Regions from separate parts of the Bos taurus genome. Here region 2 is linked to region 1. A link is a contact called in public Hi-C data. All regions are on one chromosome and are shown on one strand. The core of a region is the stretch at or near the end of the contact, and the rest is flanking DNA. Distances in the headings are between cores, read along the strand shown.

Region 1 (5,677 bases), core at 2,002-4,501:
ACAGGGAGGCAGGAAGAAAGACCACTTAGTGGTCAGCTGTTGGGAGAGGACTCTGTGAGTGGGCAGCCCAGCAGTCTGAATGGAGAAACAGTGCCCACAGAGAGAAAGGATCCGCATTCAACACCAGGTACAAGGAACAGAGTCACCAAGGCTGTCTCCACTGAACGAGGACCAGCTTCCCCAGTTCTACAAGATCAGGCTCTTGGTATGCTTGTCTGGGGAATTTTTTTTTTTTTTTTTTTAACCCAGTGAGCCAACAGATGGCTTTAACCCTAACATGATACTAAAATTCTCACCAACTGTAATGGTGCTTGGGACCTGATTAAATAAACTTGGAAAAATAGAGAATATTGGCCTTTCTTTCCTATCCAGTTACATGGGGCTATTCATTCTTTGCTTACACGCAACATCATGAGGAACACCTGTTGTTAAGTCACTCAGTTGTGTCCAACTTTTTGCGACCCCATGGACTGTAGCCTGCCAGGCTCTTCTGTCCATGAGATTTCCCAGGCAAGAATACTGGAGTGGGTTGCCACTTCATTCCTTAGGATATCTTTCCGATCGAACCTGCATCTCCTGCTTGGCAGGTGGATTCTTTACTGTTGAGCCACCTTGGAAGCCCAAGTAGCTAAATTTTTGTTTTCATCCTTGCTAAGAGGTGGCAAGCTTGCTGGGTCAGTCAGCTCATGGATTAAGCTCCTTGGACTAAGGGACCTGTACTGGACCAAGACAGATAAGGGTGAGGGAACCTGGTGCTAGTCCTCACTGTATCACTAATGTATTTTACAGCTCCCAAACAAGTTTCTTCGATCTCTCTGTGCCTCCGTGTTCTGGTCTATACAATTCTTAGAACCAACATGTCTTTGCCTCTTGGGAGCCCTCAGCCTGCAGCAAGGGTGGACAAACACACTGTCAGCTAAATGACACATGCTTGGAAACGGAAAACATCTCAGTACTCTCCCATGTGCTCCAGTCCAGACTGTGGGTCATGTTCCAGAACATACTCTTAAGTTTCGCACCCCTGTAAGTTTGCTCTTGCTGTTCCTTCCATCCAGAATGAATGCCCCTCATTTCTGCCTTTTGAAGTCCTACTCAGTCTTTGAGATTCAACAAAAACAATTCTCCTCCACAAGTCTGCTTCCACTCCTTACGCAGAAAACCATTTTTCTTCTCCTGCAGGCATCATGTGCCTTTGGCTGTAGTCACAGGGAACATTTTACAAGCTCCCTGAAGGCAGAGGCTGAACCTCATTCATCTCTACATCCTCTACAGGACCCAGCCTAGGATTCTGCAAGTTATGGTGAAGCCAAATGTTTGTGGAACTAAATTTGGGAACTGGGCCTAGGCTTGGATGAAGTTTCAGGCTATTTCAGGCCCTGACATGGGTGGGGTAGTGAGGGGAAGGCTGGGGCTGGGAGATGAAAGTCCTGAGCAGGAATGTGGCCTGGGCCTTACTCACTGGAAGGGCCTCTCTGCCTTCCTCCTGTCCCTACCCCGCCCCCCATGCCTCCTCACCCAGCCCCTACAGGAGCAGGGAAACACTGTGTACTTGGGACTCTCCTCTATCAGCTCCTTGGGCCCCTGAGGACCCTCGCCCCACCCACACCTTCCCTGGTCCCTCTAAACAGGGCAAAGGCCTGAGCAGGTCTGTAGGAAACGGTTAGGGTCCTATGGAGCCAGGCCAATGTCCACGTGCCTGGCTTCTGGCTTGGGCCCTGCTCTTAGTCTTGATCTGACACGTTGTGTTGATCCTTTGTCCGACTCTGTTTGGAGTGTGGAAGTGGCATGAGCTCATGATGGAGGCTGAGAGGCTTTCCTCACTGCTGCAGAATGGGACAAATGCTGAGGGTGGGGACGACGGAAGTTAACTCTTTTCCTGGGAAGAGGTGAGGCATTCGTTGGGGAATATGGGGCCTCCAACCCCCAAAGGGCTGCCAAGGCAGAGCACCTGTGCATTGTGAAGCAGAAGGGAAGTTTTTAAGGTCTGGACAGGCAGGCTCGAGTGACAGCCTTGGGAATCCAGGTCTGCTAGAGGGAGGCCCAGGAGGATGAAATGGTTAACGGTTTGTTGAAAAACAGGGAGAGTCCCTCCTCCAGGGGCCCAGCTGGCTGCAAAGCCAGGAGCAGAGGCTCCAAGGGTGATGCAATGGGGCCCGCCCTGCACACCAGAGAGGGTGAGGAAGGCGAGTTCCCACCCAGCAGCAGCCTCCACACAACCAGCAGCTGACCACTTTGTCTCCTCCAGCTCCAACAAACTGGCCACAGGCAGGGCCTTGGGGTGAATGGGGGCAAGACCCTGGCCACTTGAGATTTGGGAAGTTGTAGCTCCCACCTGTCCTGCCAGTCCCAGTAGGACCTTTCCAATCAAGGCAGATGCCTCTACTAGCTCCCAGCAGGGTGTCTAATTGACCTGGCAAGGAGCAGGTAGCGGGCAGTGGGTGGGGAGGCGGTACGTGTGACAGGCACAGATAGGCCCTGCTGCGCCTACTCTCGGCACACTGGCACCTCCACCAGCCCACTCTCCATTGCCTTGGGAAAGGATATCTGTCAGGGAGATAGTGTTCTAGAAGCTTCTAAAAGACTCGGGGCAACTCCAAGGGTTGGTAAGTCAATCTGAACTCGGGCTGGACTGCTGTCCTCCTCCCCACCCTGGGGTCTGGCAGGGTCTCAGAGACATGGAGAAGATGACTTTTACTTCTAGGAAGGACTCTTCAGGGTGGGGCACAGGGGGAGAGTAAAGAGGAGGGCTTCTCTTTCAGAAGGAACCCAGATTTGGAACCCAGATTTGGTGACCAAGGCCTGCTATTGACTCTAAGCCCCATGAGGACAGGAAGTGTGTCTGTCTTGCTGACTTTGGGCTCCCTGGCACCTAGCAGAGTTGGCGATCAATAAATAACTGACTGGCAGAGACATGGGCAGAGGCTGAAGGCCAAAGCCAGTTTCACAATTTCTGGAGTCTGCCTTTTTGGTAAACTCCTCACCATAAACACACACACACACACAGAAAAGTACACAAAGCAGCACAAAAAATCATCAGAACAGATTCCTTGAACATTGTTTACAATTACTGGATGACTTCTCAGCCTTAATTTTTATGAGCTTCAGCTCCAGAAACTGAAAAAAAATATATCAGACTCTCTGGTCCAACCTAGAAAAAAGTACCTGTGGAAGTCTGGAGAGGCTGCTAGACACACAGTAGCCAGACCCGGAGCCAAGTTGACCCAGAGAAGTGACAGCTGCTCACGGCTGGAGCAGGTCCGGCCCTCCTTTTCAAGGAAGTACAATCCCAGCGTAAACAAGTGCTCAGGATCAGCAGTGACAATCCTTTTCTGCAGCCAGCAGGTTTCTGTTTATTCCTATCATTCTGGGAAGCAGGGCACAGAGAGAGTTCCAAACTCTCAATAGTAACTCCGTTCCCGTCCAGATTTCTAGCCTGGACTCACATCTTAATAACTGATATTTGCACAATACATGCAACTTGTTCAAAGCTCTTTGATATTTATTATTTTGTTGGACTGGATCATCACAAGCCCTAGATGGAGAGCTATCATCCTGCTTTGCATGAGGAAGCAGAGACCAGGAAAAACACAGGATTCCAGTGGCCAACTTGGTAGTCAAGTCAAGACTGGAGGCCACACCTCCAGTCTGCCTGGATGCCCAGCTTCCCTGCACACCATGCAGCCTCCACATGAGTCAGCCCTCGTGAGTTCCAGGCAGTGGACCTTACATGCCCTTACGGCCAAAGTGTGACTTCTCCCAGGCCCTGTTTACAGCCAGGACAATTGACCCCACTGCTTAACATTTTTCCTCCTTCTCTCCAGCAGGACCTGGTGCTGTGACCCCGGCTTGTCGGCTTTGCTTGAAAGCCATTCCCATACTGTTCCTACCCTGACATACACTCTGTTTATATTGCACTGAGTTGGAAAGAACTCTAAGAACAAGAGGATAACGGTTAAGCAAACTCCTATGGCAATATGATGGCACCCTTGGGAAGCACTGACAATGATAAGTATGTAAACAATCTCAGTATGTGGTAATGTGTTTTCAAAATACTATAATTTGACCAAAACGGAATGACATGTACATACCGATCAGGTATGCAAAAGTACACTTCTGTAAACTGAGAAGAACTGCAAGTGAACTTATGGAGATCTAGAGATTTTCATCTTCATAGGTTTTTCTTTCCTCTAAAGAGTATGTTCAAAGTGAGCATAAATAGTAAAATAAATAATACATATGATCATCATAAGCAGAAGAGGAGGAGGAGCCTTTCTCCTTGGCCTTGGCCCTCGGAGAGTCTTCCCAACAGGGCTGGCATTGCAGAGAAGAGCAGGAAGAAGGCTAGAAGAGGGGAACAGGGGATTGAGGGAAGTAGGAGAAAGGCCCACCAGGGGAGCCAGTGCCCAGAGCCACAGAGGTACAGCCAGCAATCTTGCCCCGGGTGTCCCCGCAGGGCCAGCAGGGCAGATCAGCAATCTGAAGCTGTGTTCCCAGGGCACCTTTCACATCACTTACTACACCTATGGTGCCTCCAGGGTTGCACAATCAGGCAGCTCTGGGACAGAAAGAAGATGGCTAAAGTGGGGCCAGTACCACAGGAGGTGAAGGGGCCCTAGGGAGAGCACAGCCCTGCTCTGGAGTGTGCCAGGCCAGCAGGGAGCAGGCAGGTGTGAAGGGCGCCACCCTAGGAGCGCCGGGGCCTCTGGGATATGTGTGCACTGCACACAAATATAAAACTCAAACGGCTCAAGTTCACTCCTTATCTCAGCAGTCTCTCCACCTGACCTGCTTCTCCTCCTCCTCGCCTTCACCACCACCCACCCATAGCTCACCAGGCTCCGCAGGATCTTGCTGTCACAGTGGCTCTCATTCCACCCAGCCCTGCCCCTATGCCCCACCCACACTGAAATCTTTACAGCTCTCCTAATATGCCAGGATGCCTCAGGGCCCTGCATTTTCTCAGGCTATTTCTTCAGCCTGAGATACCTTCCCTGGCTTATCCAGCTGCTTATCTGTCAAGAGTCAGCTGGAGCAGCACCTTCTGTATAAAGCCTTTCCTGCTCACCCTCCCATCCTCCACCCACCATCACTCCCAGGTAGAGATCGGCACTTCACTTGTCTCTGTGGTCCCAGCATCTAGTACTGCTCTGAGCACATCTTCAGCAGTCATGGTGTGTGTGTGTCAGTTGCTCAGTCGTGCCTGACACTTTGTGACTCCATGGGACTGTAGCCTGCCAGGCTCCTCTGTCCATGGGATTCTCCAAGCAAGAATGCTGGAGTGGGTAGCTATTTCCTTCTCCAGGGAATCTTCCCAACCCAGGGATTGAACCAGGGTCTCCTGCATTGCAGGCAGATTCTTTACCATCTGAGCCACCAGGGAAGCCCAGCATTCACTGTACATTTTATGAATTAAAAAAATGAATGCACATGGAGAGTAATTTGGGGGGGGGGGTAGACAGAAGAATGAATTTGATTAAGCAGTCCCAGCCCACCTATGGTACCAGTGTGCTACCATGCTTGTGGTGACAGCATGTCCTAGTTCATCTCTCTCTCCTCAGACTGCTCCTTTCTAGAGCATGGCCCCCCTCTGATTTCTAGACCCTTTGGAGACTACTTCCGCCCACCACACATAACAGGTGCACCTGTCCTTAGGTCCCTGCCGACCTTGGGTCCGCAT
Region 2 (5,677 bases), core at 1,016-3,515, 59 kb before region 1:
GTCTCAGGCCTTCCTTCCTCAAGTCTCTGTGCATCCAGGGCTGCCCCACACCTTTTAAGCTCTGACTACTCCCAAACTCGTGAAAGCAGAGATATGCTGACATGTCCATCATCACATTCCCAGGTGTAGCCCAGTGCCCAGCACGTAGTAGCCACATGGTGCACATTTGTCAAATGAATGAATTATTCTCTAATGGCTTCAGGTGATTCAGTCACTATCAACTGGGTACCAAGTATGTGCTGGGCACTTTCAATTTGGAGATAAACATAAGACAAGCTACGGTTTTTCCAGTGGTCATGTATGGATGTGAAAGATGTACCATAAAGAAAGCTGAGCGCCAAAGAATTGATGCTTTTGAGCTGTGGTACTGGAGAAAGCTCTTGAGAGTCCCTTGGAGTGCAAGGAGATCAAACCAGTCAATCCTAAAGGTAATCAGTCCTGAATATTCATTGGAAGTACTGATGCTGAAGCTGAAGCTCCAATACTTTAGCCACCTGATGCCAAGAACTGACTCATGAGAAAAGACCTTGATGCTAGGAAAGACTGAAGGCAGGAGGAGAAGGGGACTACAAAGGATGAGAAGGTTGGATGGCATCACCGACTCGATGAACATGGGTTTGAGCAAACTCTGGGAGATGGTGAAGGACAGGGAAGCCTGGCATACTGCAGTCCATGGGGTTGCAAAGAATCAATTGGACACAACTGAACTGAACTGAAACACAGGACCAGCTTGGAGGAAGTCTCCATCTCAGTGCGGCTGAAGCTTCAGTCTGATGCTCCAGAGTATAGCTATCAGCACCCCTTGAAACACTTTTAGAATATTGTGGACAATGAATGAATGACAATTTATCAGAGAAACTACAGAGAAAGGAGCCAAATTCAGTGAGACCACAGGGACAGGAATCATTGATCTGCCTGAGGAGTCAAAAAAGGCTCTGCTGGTGAAGGATGTGGTGTTTGTGACTTCAGCCTTGACAGATGAGGTGTTTGCCTTAAGCACAAGTTGGGAAAGGAGCATTGTAAACAGAGGCACCAGTATTAATAAGAGCAAGCAGTTATAAAATTACTAATTGGGGCTGGAATAAGTGACAGGAGATGCCCCTTCCAGACATGGCTGCCTATAACATATTTCCCAGGGGCTAGGGGTGGGTGGAGCCACAAAGAGACTGAAACATTGAATCCTAGTGAATTGAAGAAAGAAAAAGCTCTTGAATTTGACGTTATGATTAACAGGCTCGTCCTATTTAGCCTCATTTAGATTCATTTTCATATAGAGACAAAATGAGCTTAATCATTTCAGTAAATGCATTTTCAAAAGCATCAGGGAACTGTAGGGCTTGGGTGCCATTCTCCCTAGGTCTGAAGCTCAGGAGGGAACCTGGGTTCCAGCCAGAGTTTACATCACCTGCAGGTCAGGTGTGGGAAGCATTTCCTGGGACACAGCAGAGTGTCCCAGCCCCCGTCACAGGACACAATTCATCCCCTTCTGGCCGGGTAGTAGCTTCTCTGCCTGTGCCCTGCCCCCAGAAGAGAAGACAGAGCCTGGGTGGGCGCTTTGGGGGCTGCATAAGGAGAGGGCTGCCCCCAAACCTGCTGACTAAGGCTCCACAAGGTGCCGCAGCAAGCGCAGTTGGTCTCCGGTGTTTGCTCTCAGGCCATTTCCTGCTCAGATTTGGGAATTTTCAGACCCAGAGGGAAAGTCCCTTGAGACAAATATTAGAACGAGAGAGAGCGCACCGGATCCGCCTGGAGAGCGCGGAAGGAAAGACCAGGCTCTGTCCAAAATCCGCGCGCTGGAGGGCGGGAGGCGGCGGAGCCCGCGTTACTTTCTTGAAGGCTTTGGCTTTGAGCGCAGCACACAGGGCGACTGGAAGACAAACGGAGAAGACCGGCCCGCTGGGTGGGGGCGGGGAGGCGTTCAGTGGGCCTCCGGAGTGTGTGAGTCTGTGTCAGTGCGCCCGCGCCTGTGTGTGTGTGCGTGTGTGTGTGTGTGTGTCTGGCGCCTGTCCAAGGTGATTTCCCATAAACCACATGCCTCACAAGTCCGCTTAAAAGGCTGTGCCGAGGAGCTGGCCAGTGGAGCCCGGCTCGGGGAAAGTGAAAGTTTGTCTGGGTGCTCCGCGCGCTGCCGAGAGTCCCTCTACACTCCCGGGTCAGCAGCGCGGCCCTCGGCCAGGGCGCGGACTCTGCAGAGGCCAGCGATCAAGACAGCGAGCGGCAGAGCGAGGGCGGCCGACGCGCCCGGCCGGGACCCAGCTGCCCGTATGACCGCGCGGGGCGCCGCCGGGCGCTGCCCTCCCACGGTAAGCGATCGCCGCGGCACCGGGCCCGGGCCGGGCTGGGACTGGAGCTTGGCGGCGCGGCACGGCTCCTCGGAGCCCACTGCCCAGCGCGCGCCGACTGCTGAGGCTCTTCCGTCCCCCGGCACCGGGCCCATCTTTGCACGCCGATTGCGCGAGGCCCCTCTTGCGCTGGGGCTGGGACCAGAAGCGGCCCTGCAGCTGCTCCAGGGGCTGCGGCACCTCTTTGGAGAAGGGAAGACTGCTTACCCCATTGCAGGAAGAGGCACACAGAGCCACCTGCGGGCAAAGGAGAGGGGTTTGCAGTCAAGGGGCAGAAGCTCCGTCCTAGACTCTCTCCACCGCCAAGGGACAGGCGGAATGGCTGTGCGCCTGAGGGTGGCGCCTGCCCAGTGGGCATTCCACACGAGCCATACGCATGCTTCTAGGTCCTGCTGGGGAGTGGGAGCTTCTGAATGGGGAAAGTTCAGGTGCCGTCCAGCTTATAGAACGCAAGGCAGAAGGAAGGAGCTGGGCAAGCCACTACTTGTTCCAGCTCCCAGACCGGAGCTGTTGGGCATTTGGGTGGCTGGATCAAGTCTGTTTTGTGGGGGATGGGGGTACCAGAGTTGCCTGGTGCCGGCTATGGATCTTCCTGCAGATTCAGGTTCAGTCAGTCGGGGAGCTCCTGGGCTTGATGATGGTAGAGAAGGTGGAAGGAAGGTTTGGGGTTGCAGAACTGTGGACAGGGGCTGCGGGCGGTTCACCGCTGCCCTGCCCGAACCATGGGCTGTAGCTGGGGCAGCTGCTAGATGGTGCAGAGTGACTCCATTAACGAACAGTAAGTGGTCTGCCAACGGGTTTGCATCTGAGGAATTCTAGAGGAGAAACCTGGTGGGGGAGTGGGGTGCAGCGAGAGAAGCAGAAAATTATTCAGAGGATAAGGGAGGGAGGTTGCAAGTAGGGTGATAGGGACAAGCCTTTCATGAGGAGGAAGAGCCAGCTGAAAGAGATGAGATGGGGTTAGGAGGGGAAGTCAGGAAGGGTGAGGTGACGGGCAACAAGACAAATAGGGGCTGGAAGTGAGACGCTGAAGAAAGAGGAGGAAGATAAATGTGGAAGGAAAGAGGCTGATTTTGGACAGGGGCAGCCTGAGGGTCCACTCATGCTAAGGTCTCTCCAGGGACCATTTTGCTGGGGAATTTGGGACAGGGTGAGAAGCAGGTGAGGATGGGTGGCTGGGCTGAGATGTCCCAGAGTCTCTCTGAGCCTGAAGCAGAGATTCCTAGGGCTGTCCCAGAGGCCAAAGCTGGTGGGTGGGAAGAAGAAAGGAGTGGGGAGAAGAGCCAGCCCAGCCAGACACAAGCTAGAGTGTTAACCCTTGGGTACCTGTCCAGCTCCTCCTCTTAGGCCAAGTCAAGGCCCCAGGTGCAGGGGTGGTCCCCTTTAGCCACCTTCAAAGTCAGCCTCCCATATGGTGGCTGTACACTCCCCACACTGATGCCTGAAATAACCCCAGAAGCCAGGCAGCCCTTGGGGTTAAGCATTGCCCTCTCCTGGCTGCCCTCAAACATCAATATCTTAATTTGTCTGTGGCAAGGCTGTCTTCCTGAGCATCCCCTTCCCCATGGACCCTTTCCTCCAAACCACTGACACCTGAGGCTTGGAGTCTCAGGGGCAACCAGCCTGGGGCAGAGACATACGTTCTGCATGGCCCAGTATCCTCCTGTGGGTCCTGAAGTGCAGGTTCCTGAGGGCTGGCACAGCCATTCCCACCCAGAACTCCCTCCTTAACCATCCAACAAAGGCCAGTGTTCCCTCCATGACTCTTCTCCCTCTTCCACAGTATCCCTCTCCCAGGTCAGACCAGGACCCTCACCAGGCCCTGGTGCTGAACAGCACTGGGCCATCCTGAGCCTCTTTCCTTCAGGCCCCCCTTCCCCCTCCTCTCTCTGCCATCAACTCCCCTCTTCCACCCCCTCCGCCCCCGTTCTCCACCCCCCCACCCCCCCAATCTTTGAAGGTCTTACTGTGGCCCCTCCTCCCTGCAACCTCCCTGGAGCCCAGCCAGGGCTTCTCCCTGGTAAGAGCTGACAAACATTTTAGGCTTTTGGTTCTATGTAAATCAGCATGTTGTTGTGGGCTGTTTCACAGCCTCCAGTGTGCTACTTGTTTGCACTATTTGTCTCAGCATCTGAATTAAAAGGCAGAGCCCAGAACCCAGGAAGGTACCAGCCTACACCCCACCCTGACAGCATTTCCCCAGACGTGCCAGGAGGCGACATCCAGCTGGGGAGAGACAGCCCCAGGGTCTTTGCCTCTGGCTGGAGAAGGGGGTACCTAGAGCCAGGGAGAGGGCTAAGGGGACCTTGGCAAGGAGGACGGAAGTGGAATGACAGGGTGTCAGGAGCTCGTCCATCACTCTGGGGACGAGCAGCTACTGGGTCAGCGGGGTGCTGAAAGAGGGGAGAGATCTCAGAGAATGTTCTTGCAATGATAAGAGCTGTCAGGCTGGATGCAGAGCCTGATGGGGCTCCAGTAGGCAGGTGCCAGCCAGGGATGGCCTAGAGTTGGCACTGCTGCCTCTGATTAATCCGTTGGGCTCTTCTTGACACACAGCCCTGTGGCTCCAAAGGTCTGTGATGCGGGATAGGTTCCCAGTGAAACTGAGTTTGGGCCCCTGGTTTTTCCATTAGCAGAGCCAGACATGCGTGGAATCAGGTAGGAGGAAGGGCTGGGCCCAGAGAGATGTCTCTGGCTCCAAGTGTGGAAGCCAGCCAGTGTAGGAACATGAACCTGAGAGGAGTGTGCAGCTCCCAAGATGCCTGGCTCAGTGTTTGATGTTACAGAGTCAGAATAATGGGCAGAAGCAAGTCCTGCATTCGAGGAGTTTCCCATGTGACTGGCATTTAGACTGGCAGGCACAACTCCCATGTCCTCATTAGAAGTTCAGTGTGTAGAATGGCTTGGCCTGGGTTAATCTGGGAAAGCTTCTTGGAGGAGGTGACATTTGGCTTGTTATCAAGGGAGAGGAGGGTTGTGCATGGTTCTTAGGAAATCTTGAGGAAGGTGGCTTTGGGAATGCTGTATTCTGGGATGAGAGGCCGAGCCTGTAGCACTGTAGGTCTGAGATCCTTGTTTTTCCATCCTCTGCAGGGGAGGGTGGTTCCTGGGGAGTGTGAGAGAGCTGGGGAGAAATGATGCCCTCTCTATCACAGACATGGCTGGGCCCTCTGCTGCTGCTGGCCTGTCTCCTGGTGAGCAATGGTGCTACTGAGGAGGTGTCGGAGAACTGTAGCCACATGATTGGGAACGGACACCTGCTGTTCCTGCAGCAGCTGGTGAGTGTCTGGCCCTGCCTACCCCAGCTTCTCCCCACTGGGGAAACGGAGGTAGGG

The links. Hi-C and Micro-C count contacts between places; a contact is called where the count stands out from the background.
Region 2: a contact with region 1 is called in a Hi-C map of liver, with 4 times the contacts expected there. The contact joins the promoter of CSF1 here to the enhancer-like site in region 1. A contact is called at or near these places in 3 of 11 Hi-C or Micro-C datasets (liver, skeletal muscle and skin fibroblasts).

The regions. Positions count from the first base shown.
Region 1 is chr3:33,447,880-33,453,556 of ARS-UCD2.0, reverse strand. No RefSeq gene overlaps it. Among named protein-coding and RNA genes, the nearest start is that of AHCYL1, 5.9 kb to the right of the region's middle. Within about 2 kb of position 3,251, at least 22 of the 102 cell types and tissues checked have an H3K27ac peak or open chromatin away from gene starts, as enhancers often do. A contact at or near this core is called in liver and skeletal muscle, where this site is marked.
Region 2 is chr3:33,505,445-33,511,121 of ARS-UCD2.0, reverse strand. CSF1 (colony stimulating factor 1) reads left to right here and starts at 2,265. Exons shown (of 8, transcript NM_174026.1): 1 at 2,265-2,303; 2 at 5,498-5,620. The coding sequence starts at 2,265.